Regions from separate parts of the Sus scrofa genome. Here region 2 is linked to region 1. The links are chromatin contacts, called in public Hi-C maps. All regions are on one chromosome and are shown on one strand. Each heading gives the region's core, a stretch centred on a gene start, on an enhancer-like site or on the middle of the called end of the contact. The rest is flanking DNA. Distances are from core to core; before and after follow the strand shown.

The links. A called contact is a pair of places that touch in the nucleus more often than the background predicts.
Region 2: a contact with region 1 is called in a Hi-C map of embryonic fibroblasts, with 5 times the contacts expected there. The contact joins two enhancer-like sites. A contact is called at or near these places in 2 of 47 Hi-C or Micro-C datasets (embryonic fibroblasts and fetal heart ventricle).

What each region holds. Positions count from the first base shown.
Region 1 is chr13:109,564,743-109,569,119 of Sscrofa11.1, reverse strand. No RefSeq gene overlaps it. Among named protein-coding and RNA genes, the nearest start is that of EIF5A2, 36 kb to the right of the region's middle. Within about 2 kb of position 2,344, at least 5 of the 83 cell types and tissues checked have an H3K27ac peak or open chromatin away from gene starts, as enhancers often do.
Region 2 is chr13:110,200,052-110,204,428 of Sscrofa11.1, reverse strand. PLD1 (phospholipase D1) reads left to right here. Exons shown (of 27, transcript NM_001244589.1): 22 at 3,731-3,844. Among named protein-coding and RNA genes, the nearest start is that of TNIK, 150 kb to the right of the region's middle. Within about 2 kb of position 2,303, at least 18 of the 83 cell types and tissues checked have an H3K27ac peak or open chromatin away from gene starts, as enhancers often do.

The DNA of each region.
Region 1 (4,377 bases), core at 1,095-3,594:
TTTTTTTTTTTTGGCTGCTCCCACAGCATGTATGGAAGTTCCCTGGCCAGGGATCAAACCTGAGGAACAGCAGTGGCCCAAGCTGCTGAAGTGACACCACCAGATCCTTAACCTGCTGAGCCACGAAAGACCCTTTATTTATACTTTCTGAATGCTAATTTACTTACTTGTGAAATGGGAATAAAAATACCTTCAAGAGTATTTTCTGACCCTTGAAAATATAAATGATTTACTCAAGACCACCTACTCAGTAAACAATAACACTAAATATTGTTCCCATGTTTCTAAGTGTAGTTATCTTCCCCCTACGTTACAATCTTGGTATCTGCTTGATTTCTCTGGTTCTCCTACTTGTACTCCTCTCTCTAGTCTTACACATGGTAACTGCACTTCTTAACTCTCTTTTTTGTTCTGCCTGGTTTCCTCACCTTCTCAGCCTCTAATACTGTCCTCCACTCACTGTGTCATCATTTGGCCCTTCCAGTCCCCGGTTCTTTTTTTTTTTTTTTTTTTTTTTTTTTGCTTTTTAGGGTTGCACCCGCGGCATATGGAGGTTCCCAGCACAGAGGTCCAATCAGAGCTACAGTTGCTGGCCTACACCACAGCCACAGCAACGCCAGATTGGCAATGCCAGATCCTCAACCCACTGAGCAAGACCAGGGATTGAACTCGCAACTTCATGGTTCCTAGTTGGATTCATTTCAGCTGCACTGATGAGAACTCCAGTCCCCTGGTTTTATGTGAAGCCCAAGGACCTGCATTAGAGACTGAAATTCCTTCCTGTTTTACTGAATCTTACGTATACAATAGAACTTTTCAGGTACAATTACTTTCTAAAAATAAATTCTGTTGTTTTCTCAGTGTAGCTGCTCATTGTTTAAAAAAAAAAAAGACAAGAGAAAATTGAAAATAATCTCCAAACCCAGAAATATCTCTGCCATCATGTTCAGTCTTTTTCCTTTTTTCTATGTGTTTATGTTTTTTCTTTCCATTAGAAGGTATTATGATGTCAACACTATTCTGTCATTTTTTTTTTCCACTTAATACTTCAGGGACCTCTATGTCACTAAATGTTATTCCCTAAATATTTAGATAATTCTCAGCTCACTAAATATTATTAATGGCTCCATAGTAATTCATTGTATGAATTTGTTTAACCAAGCCCGTATTTTTGGGTAGTTAGGCTACTTCCAGTTTTTATCGCTTAAAAGCATGACTTTCAAATATTTTCCAAATAAATCTTTGAGAATTCTTATCATATTCTTACCTAGGAGTGGAATAGAGGGATCAAATGGCATGCAAAGGTTTGAGTTTTCACATATAGTATTAAATTGAATTTTACTTCAAACTGGTTAATTTTTTTGTTAGTGCGGGTTGATAAGCCATGAACACCTTTCATCCAGGTTGGTTTCTTACTACAGTGGTCCCTCATTGCGTATTTGTGAAATGAAAAGCCAGAGTAAGATTGGCAATTGGTAGTGACTAGTCAGCACTTTCATCACAACCACAACTAGCTTTGAATTAATCCTGAAATTGAATTCCACTGACCTTTAGTGAATGCCACATAGTAGTAAACACAGTGTGTAAACTATAAAGATAAAAACTCTTGAAAGTTTTTATAATTTAGTGTTCACACATAATTATTACATTATACAAAATGTCAAGTCAATAAGAAAATTACAAAGTACTGTACAAAAATTTCTGAATAAGGTGCTTAGGGAGACTACATAAAGAAAATGACATTTAACCTGTGCTTTGATGAAAGTAAGGTCAGACTGTCTAGTGCTGGACAGAAGGGCATTTGGATATGGAGACAGAAATAAAGAGAAACACTCAAGGGCAACAAAGCGTATAAAATCCACTTTTTTTTTTTTGGTCTTTTTGCCATTTCTAGGGCCGCTTCCACGGTATATGGAGGTTCCCAGGCTAGGGGTCTAATCAGAACTGTAGACACAGGCCTACACCACAGCCACAGCAACTCAGGATCTGAGCCCCGTCTGCGACCTACACCACAGCTCACGTCAAAGCCAGATCCTTAACCAGCTGAGCAAGGACAGGAATCAAACCCGAAACCTCATGGTTCCTAGTCAGATTTGTTAACCACTGAGCCCGATGGGAACTCCTAAAATCCACTTTTTTAAAAAAGGACAGCAATCAAGCTATCTCATGAGTAGAGTTAATGCAGGGCAATAATGAGAGATACACTGGGAAAGCAGGCTGGTATCAAACTTTAACACTTTGCTGAGTAAGGAAAATTATGCGGAAGAAAATAGGGAGCTGATGAAAGGGACAGAAATGCTGCAGGAAGGTCACTGTGTCAGCAGTGTGGATCAAAGCGGCCTCTGGGTGTATTGAATCACTGCAGAAGGTCTTGTGAGAAGTAAATAAGGGCCTGGAAAGGAAATGGACAGAAGATAGGCAGACAAAGAAAATTTGTATCTGAGACTCTTTGATTTATATAGAGCATAATAATGCAAGCAAGAGTGAATATTGACAAACTTTAAAAGCTGGATTTATAGTCTGAGACCCCTCTCATACAAAACTTTCCTAAATAAATATCCAATTAATTGTCAACGGACAGTTCCTGTTTATTTAGCTTTGTTTGAAAAGCACCAGCACCACCTGGTGACAATAATTCAGATTAGCCTCTAAACCATCCTGAATTGTCTTTTCTTTCAATTTTTCTTATAAAAAAATTTCATACATATTTTCGACATACATAAATGTTGAAAAAAATACTAAAATAAACATCCCTAACCATTGTTTTTATTTACAGTTGTTGATGTCTTGCTACACTGACTTTAGCTCTTTCTATGTGTGTATATGTTAAACCATTTGAAAATAAACTTCCTCTTGAAGTTGTACTTTTAAATCTTTCCTTCTTTCTGCCTTTTTAAAACTATTTAAAAATCTACCTCATTTCTTAGTTATTCATCCCATCACAATGAGTGCTTCTCAAGGACAGAGATAATTCCTTATTCTATTCCACTCCCTCCATTTCACTATTTACATAAAGTCATTTCCAAGACACTGACTTATTCTTTCCTTTCTTTTGGCTATGGTTCTTATCTACTTTTTAAACTTCTACTCTAACATAGTCCCTCACCATTTATGTTCCCTATCTAGAAAATCTTTTTTCTTTTCTTTTGCTAATCTATGTATTTCAAAACTTTTCTGATCCAACTCATCTCTGAAAGACTTCTTCAAATGCTTCTTCACTCCTCTTAAGCTTCTATTCACTTCACCTTAGTGCTTTGAGTTAGCTGGTGCTACAATATGCAACTGTTGTTAAATTGCCCTGTAAATCATTCTGAGTACATATGTGTGTACATTCAAACCAACTTAATGTAGGCTCTTTGAAGTTAGGTATGGTATCTCTTTCTTTTAGTATATAGATAATAATTTTCATATACTAGTTGTTTAATAAATACCTTTTATTTTGTTTTTTTGTTTGTTTGGGTTTTTTTTTGTCTTTTTGCCTTTTCTAGGGCTGCTTCCATGGCATATGGAGGTTCCCAGGCAAGGGGTCTAATCAGAGCTGTAGCTGCCGGCCACAGCCACAGCCACAGCAATTCAGGATCCGAGCTGTGTCTGTGACCTAAACCACAGCTCACGGCAACGCCTGATCCTTAACCACTGAGCAAGCCCAGGGATAGAACCTGCAACCTCATGGTTCCTAGTCAGATTCGTTAACCACTGCATCACGATGGGAACTCCAATACATACTTTTTAAAACTCAAAAAGAAAGGAGTTCCCATCATGGAGCAGTGGAAAAGAAACCAAGTAGGAACCATGGTGTTGCAGGTTCGATCCCTGCCCTCACTCAGTGGGTTAAGGATGTGGCGTTACCATGAGCTGCGGTGTAGGTTGAAGACAAAGCTCGGATCCTGAGTTGCTGTGACTGTGGCATGGGCTGGCAGCAATAGCTCTGATTAGACCCCTAGCCTGGGAAACTCCTATGTGGAAGGTGCAGCCCTGAAAAGACAATAGACAAAAAAAATAAAAAATAAAAACTCAAAAAAAGAAGGAAAGCTATAATCAAGATTTATGTTTTCCCTTTGTACTTGATTATGTTTCTAAGGACTCTCTTAATCTAGAACAATTTTCTTATACTGTTTTTTTTTTTTTTTTTTTTACTTCCCATGACATCATCTTTTTTCAAGCATTCAGGCCAATTATCTTGCAGAATGTCACACATTCTAGATTTTTCTTATTATTACTCCCATGATTTGATTCACATTAAACATTTTGTCAAGAATGCTTCATAGGTGACTTTGTGTATTTTTTTACTGCATCACTTCAGGAAACACTATCAGGTTGTCCTACTTCTGGTGTTGCTAAGCTTGATCACCTGTTTAAGTGATGACGGTAATTCTG
Region 2 (4,377 bases), core at 1,054-3,553, 640 kb before region 1:
TGGATTTGGAACACTGTCATGGTTGTTTAAATATGGACAGCAGCACTTTTTGTACAGATATCAAAGGGTTTCCAGGATATACTGATAAATTAAAAAAAGGGGGGGGGTCCTGTCATGGCTCAGTGGTTAACGAATCTGACTAGGAACCATAAGGTTGTGGGTTCAATCCCTGGCCTTTCTCAGTGGGTTTAGGATCCAGCATTGCCGTGAGCTGTGGTGTAGGTCTCAGACGCAGCTCAGATCCCACGTTGCTGTGGCTCTGGCGTAGGCTGACAGCTACAGCTCCAATTAGACCCCTAGCCTGGGAACCTCATTATGCTGCAGGTGTGGCCATAGAAAAGACAAAAAAAAAAAAAAAAAAAGATAAATTAAAAAAAAAACTTTCAGAAAAAAAGTGTTTATAGTATTCTGACATTTGTGTAGAAGGAGAATATATATATATATATATATATATATATGCTTATAAATTCATAGACTATTTCTGAAAGAGCATGGGAGGTAATATAAGTTGCCCTTAGGGAGGGGAAATGAAAGATGGGGACAAAGAGGTGAGAAAGAAGTTTTTTCATCATGTAATCTTCCAATCTCTGAAGGCTTGTACTGTGAGCATATATTATCCATTAGAAAATGTATTTTGGGAGTTCCCGTCGTGGCGCAGCGGTTAACGAATCCGACTAGGAACCATGAGGTTGCGGGTTTGGTCCCTGCCCTTGCTCAGTGGGTTAAGGATCCGGCGTTGCCGTGAGCTGTGGTGTAGGTTGCAGTTGCGGCTCGGATCCTGCGTTGCTGTGGCTCTGGCGTAGGCTGGTGGCTACAGCTCCGATTGGACCCCTAGCCTGGGAACCTCCATATGCCGCGGGAGCGGCCCAAGAAATAGCAAAAAGACAGAAAATGTATTTTGTTTAGTGGTTCCTCAAAAAGCTAAACATAGAATAACTGTATGACCCAGCAGTGCCATTCCAGCATATATACTCAAAATAATAGAAAGCAGAGAGCCCCGTTCACTGCAGCATTACTCACAATAGCCAAAAGGTAGAAACAGTGCAAGTGCTTGCCCACAGATGACTACATAAACCAAATGTGGTCTGTACATACAATGTAATATTATTCAGCTATAAGAAGGAAGGAAATTCAGACACGCACTACACCATGGATGAATCTTGAGGATATTAAGTTAAATAAGTCAGACACAAAAAGACAATATTGTTTGATTCCACTTAGATGAAATATCTAGACCAGGCAAATTCCTAGCGACAGAAAGTGGATTAGAAGTTACCAGAGGTTGCAAGGAGGGGAAGTGGGAACTTAGAGCTTAGTTATCACAGTTTCTGTTTGGACTCTTGAAAGTTTTGGAAATAGAGATCACAATGGTTGCATAACATGTGAGGGTAATTAATAACACTGCATGGTACACTTAAATGGTTAAAATGGCAAATTTTGTGTTACATATGTATTTCACCACAATAAAAAAAAATCAAATAAAATGTAACCTAATTTGAAGGAAAACATCCTGTTTAACCTCTTGTCTATCAGAGGCTTCCCAGAAAGAGACATTCTTTCCATCTGACCTCATTCTCCCAAAGCAGATAGTACCAGGTACAGAGAGTTTGCAGAGCTCCTTTGTTGGGCACTGCCCCAAACAGAAAGATATGAGCATGGATATCCTATGCTTCAAGAGGGCTTATCATGTGGTCTAGCCAGCAGATGTGCCTATTGCTATTGTGTGAAGCAGAAGGGATGCTGCATAGCCATCCTAGCCACATGCTAGGGGAGTGCGGAGGCAGAAGCAAACCAGTTTTGACCGGCACATCCAGGTTGGCCTGAGCGAGGAAGGAGCCATTTATCAGCCCTCCAAGGAGAGGGCTCCTACGATGCGGAGAAGCGCACTCCGGGCTAAGGGGGCAGATGCGCTATTGCTAGCCTGCCTTAGTAGGATGCACTCTGAACACAGGATGGTGGTTCCTGTCTGTCACTGGAGTGTGGGCCTGGGAGGACCGGACTGAAGGTGAATCTGTCAAGGCAGCAGGAGACAGATGGTGACAATTTTTAAGTGTGAGATTCATTTGGACTTCTAAATACTGGCTGTGGGGAAATAGCTTAGGTGTTCTTTCTGTTCTTCTTCTCACTGTCTTGTTTACCATCCAGGAATGTGTGCCTCTTACTCTTATCTGACAGAGGACTTTAACAGTTCACATTTAAAAATTTAAAAAATTTTTTTCCAACTCAAACTGTGTTTGCCATCTAGTGATTAATCCATGCCATTACAACACCCTAGTCCAAATTCCTAAGCATGGAAGTCAAGCTCACAGGCCTCCAGACTCTGTTCTATTGGCCATTGCTTCTGCTTGGAACTGCACTTTCCCTGGACCCTAATACGGTACGTTGGCATCAGAGACCTCAAATCTGATCGCTTTTAGGGTAGTAATAATATTTTTTTCTGAAAGAAAAATGTAGTTGCTTAGAAGAAAATGAACTTTAGAAATTAAGTATTATGAAAAGTTTAGGTTGGTTCCCACTTGAAAATTAACCTGTAGCAGCAACTTTGTGTGAATATAAACTTCTCAGATAAAAGGGCAAGATTCCATGAACACCACAGTCATCTCCAGACTTTCTCTCTCTTCTTCCTGTGTGTCTTTTAGAGATAAGGACCTTGACAGTCTAGCCTCCAAAGAGGTGGTATCTATTTGAACATAATTTTCCAAATTTCTGACTTTCTGAATACAGATCAAAGGAAGGAGCCGCATTTCTCCCGTTTGTTACATCACTGGGAAGCAAAGGCGGTTCAAAGGCTTTTCCTTTCAAAGATTGTTGTTAATCATCAGTAGGGAGAGTGGGCCAAGAAATATTGTGTTGTATATGTAGGAGATTTAAAACTCGGCATCAGTGACTCAGAATGCATGAAGGGCCTGGGGTAAAATTTTGCATCTGAAGCAGAGTTTTCAGAGATGAATCAGAGTTTCCAAACAATGATGAACATCTGCATTGGAAATCATACTGAGTCCAGTATGTCTTTTAGCCCCTGAGATCTACGCTGTGGGATCTCATTTACTCAGTAATTAACAGCTGAATGCCTACTATTTGCTGGATTCTGAGTTAGGTACTTATACATAAAACTCTTAGGTCAATGTCTTTTTCAGAACTAAATTTTAACCCCTCACCCTTCCAAGGGATCCAAACAAGGCTTTGTTGCAATTGATTTTGTCCTAGAAAGGATTATGCTGTGGGAGGTAGTGGATACAGTCCTCACTTTACTGCCAAGTTCAGCTTATTTTTCAGGTTGCTATGAACAGTTAGCCTGGATAATAGCTTCTGGTCTCCAATGCAACAGCACCTCCTTCCCCCGCAGAGCCTGGGGATTGATAGAATGTATTGTAGGAAGCCATTTGCTCAGTCTTTAAATCCATGTGAACTGCTTGGCTATCTTTTGTTTTTGTTTTTGTTTTTGTTTTGAGTACTGTAGCTGCGTCATACGGAAGTCCCCAAACTAGGAGTCAAATCAGAGCTGCAGCTTCTGGCCTACACCACAGCCCTAGCAATGCTGGATCCAGCTGTGTCTGCAACCTACTCTGCAGCTCATGGCAACACCGGGTCCCAACCCACTGAGTGAGGCCAAGGGTGTTACTGCTGAACCATAGTAGGAACTCCTTGGCTGTCATTTTTAACTGTTACTTTGTCTTTTTTTTTTCTTTTTCTTTTTAATTGTAAAACTTTCTGCCCCTGACTTTTGCAGGGAAAGCCAGAGGTACCGGGTGTATGTTGTGATACCACTGCTGCCAGGTTTTGAAGGAGACATTTCAACCGGCGGAGGAAATGCTCTGCAGGCAATAATGCACTTCAACTACAGGTGCCAAAGTTCTAATATCGTCTTTTTTTCAGCTTTCAATCAGTCACGCATGTAAGCTGGTGAAAGGAATGGAAATGTTTCTCCACATCTATTCAGTGGAGCGTTGAACAAATGGATACTTTTCTTTATTTTGCTTTTGAATTTTGGCCTGTTTACAAGTTGATAAAATTCAAATAAAGCCCAAATACATAAATGTAGGCTTAGAACACATGGCAAGTATAAAAGAATTAAAATATTATCCTCTTTTTTATACTCATTGATTATCATATATATACATATATAGAGAGAGAGAAAAGAGAGCTTGTCTATAAGATATATATATATGTACACACACAATATATATGAATATAAAAAGACTAATATTTTAGTTCTTTATATTTATATATTATAAATGGGAATAAGAACTTTTAATTATGTAGATATAGATATGAAATCCTTTATAAACAATTAATTTTTAAAGATAATTTAAAAATTATCTTTAAGCCACCAAATAGCTATTGAGTTTCATATTCTTTGCAGTAAGTAGATGAAAG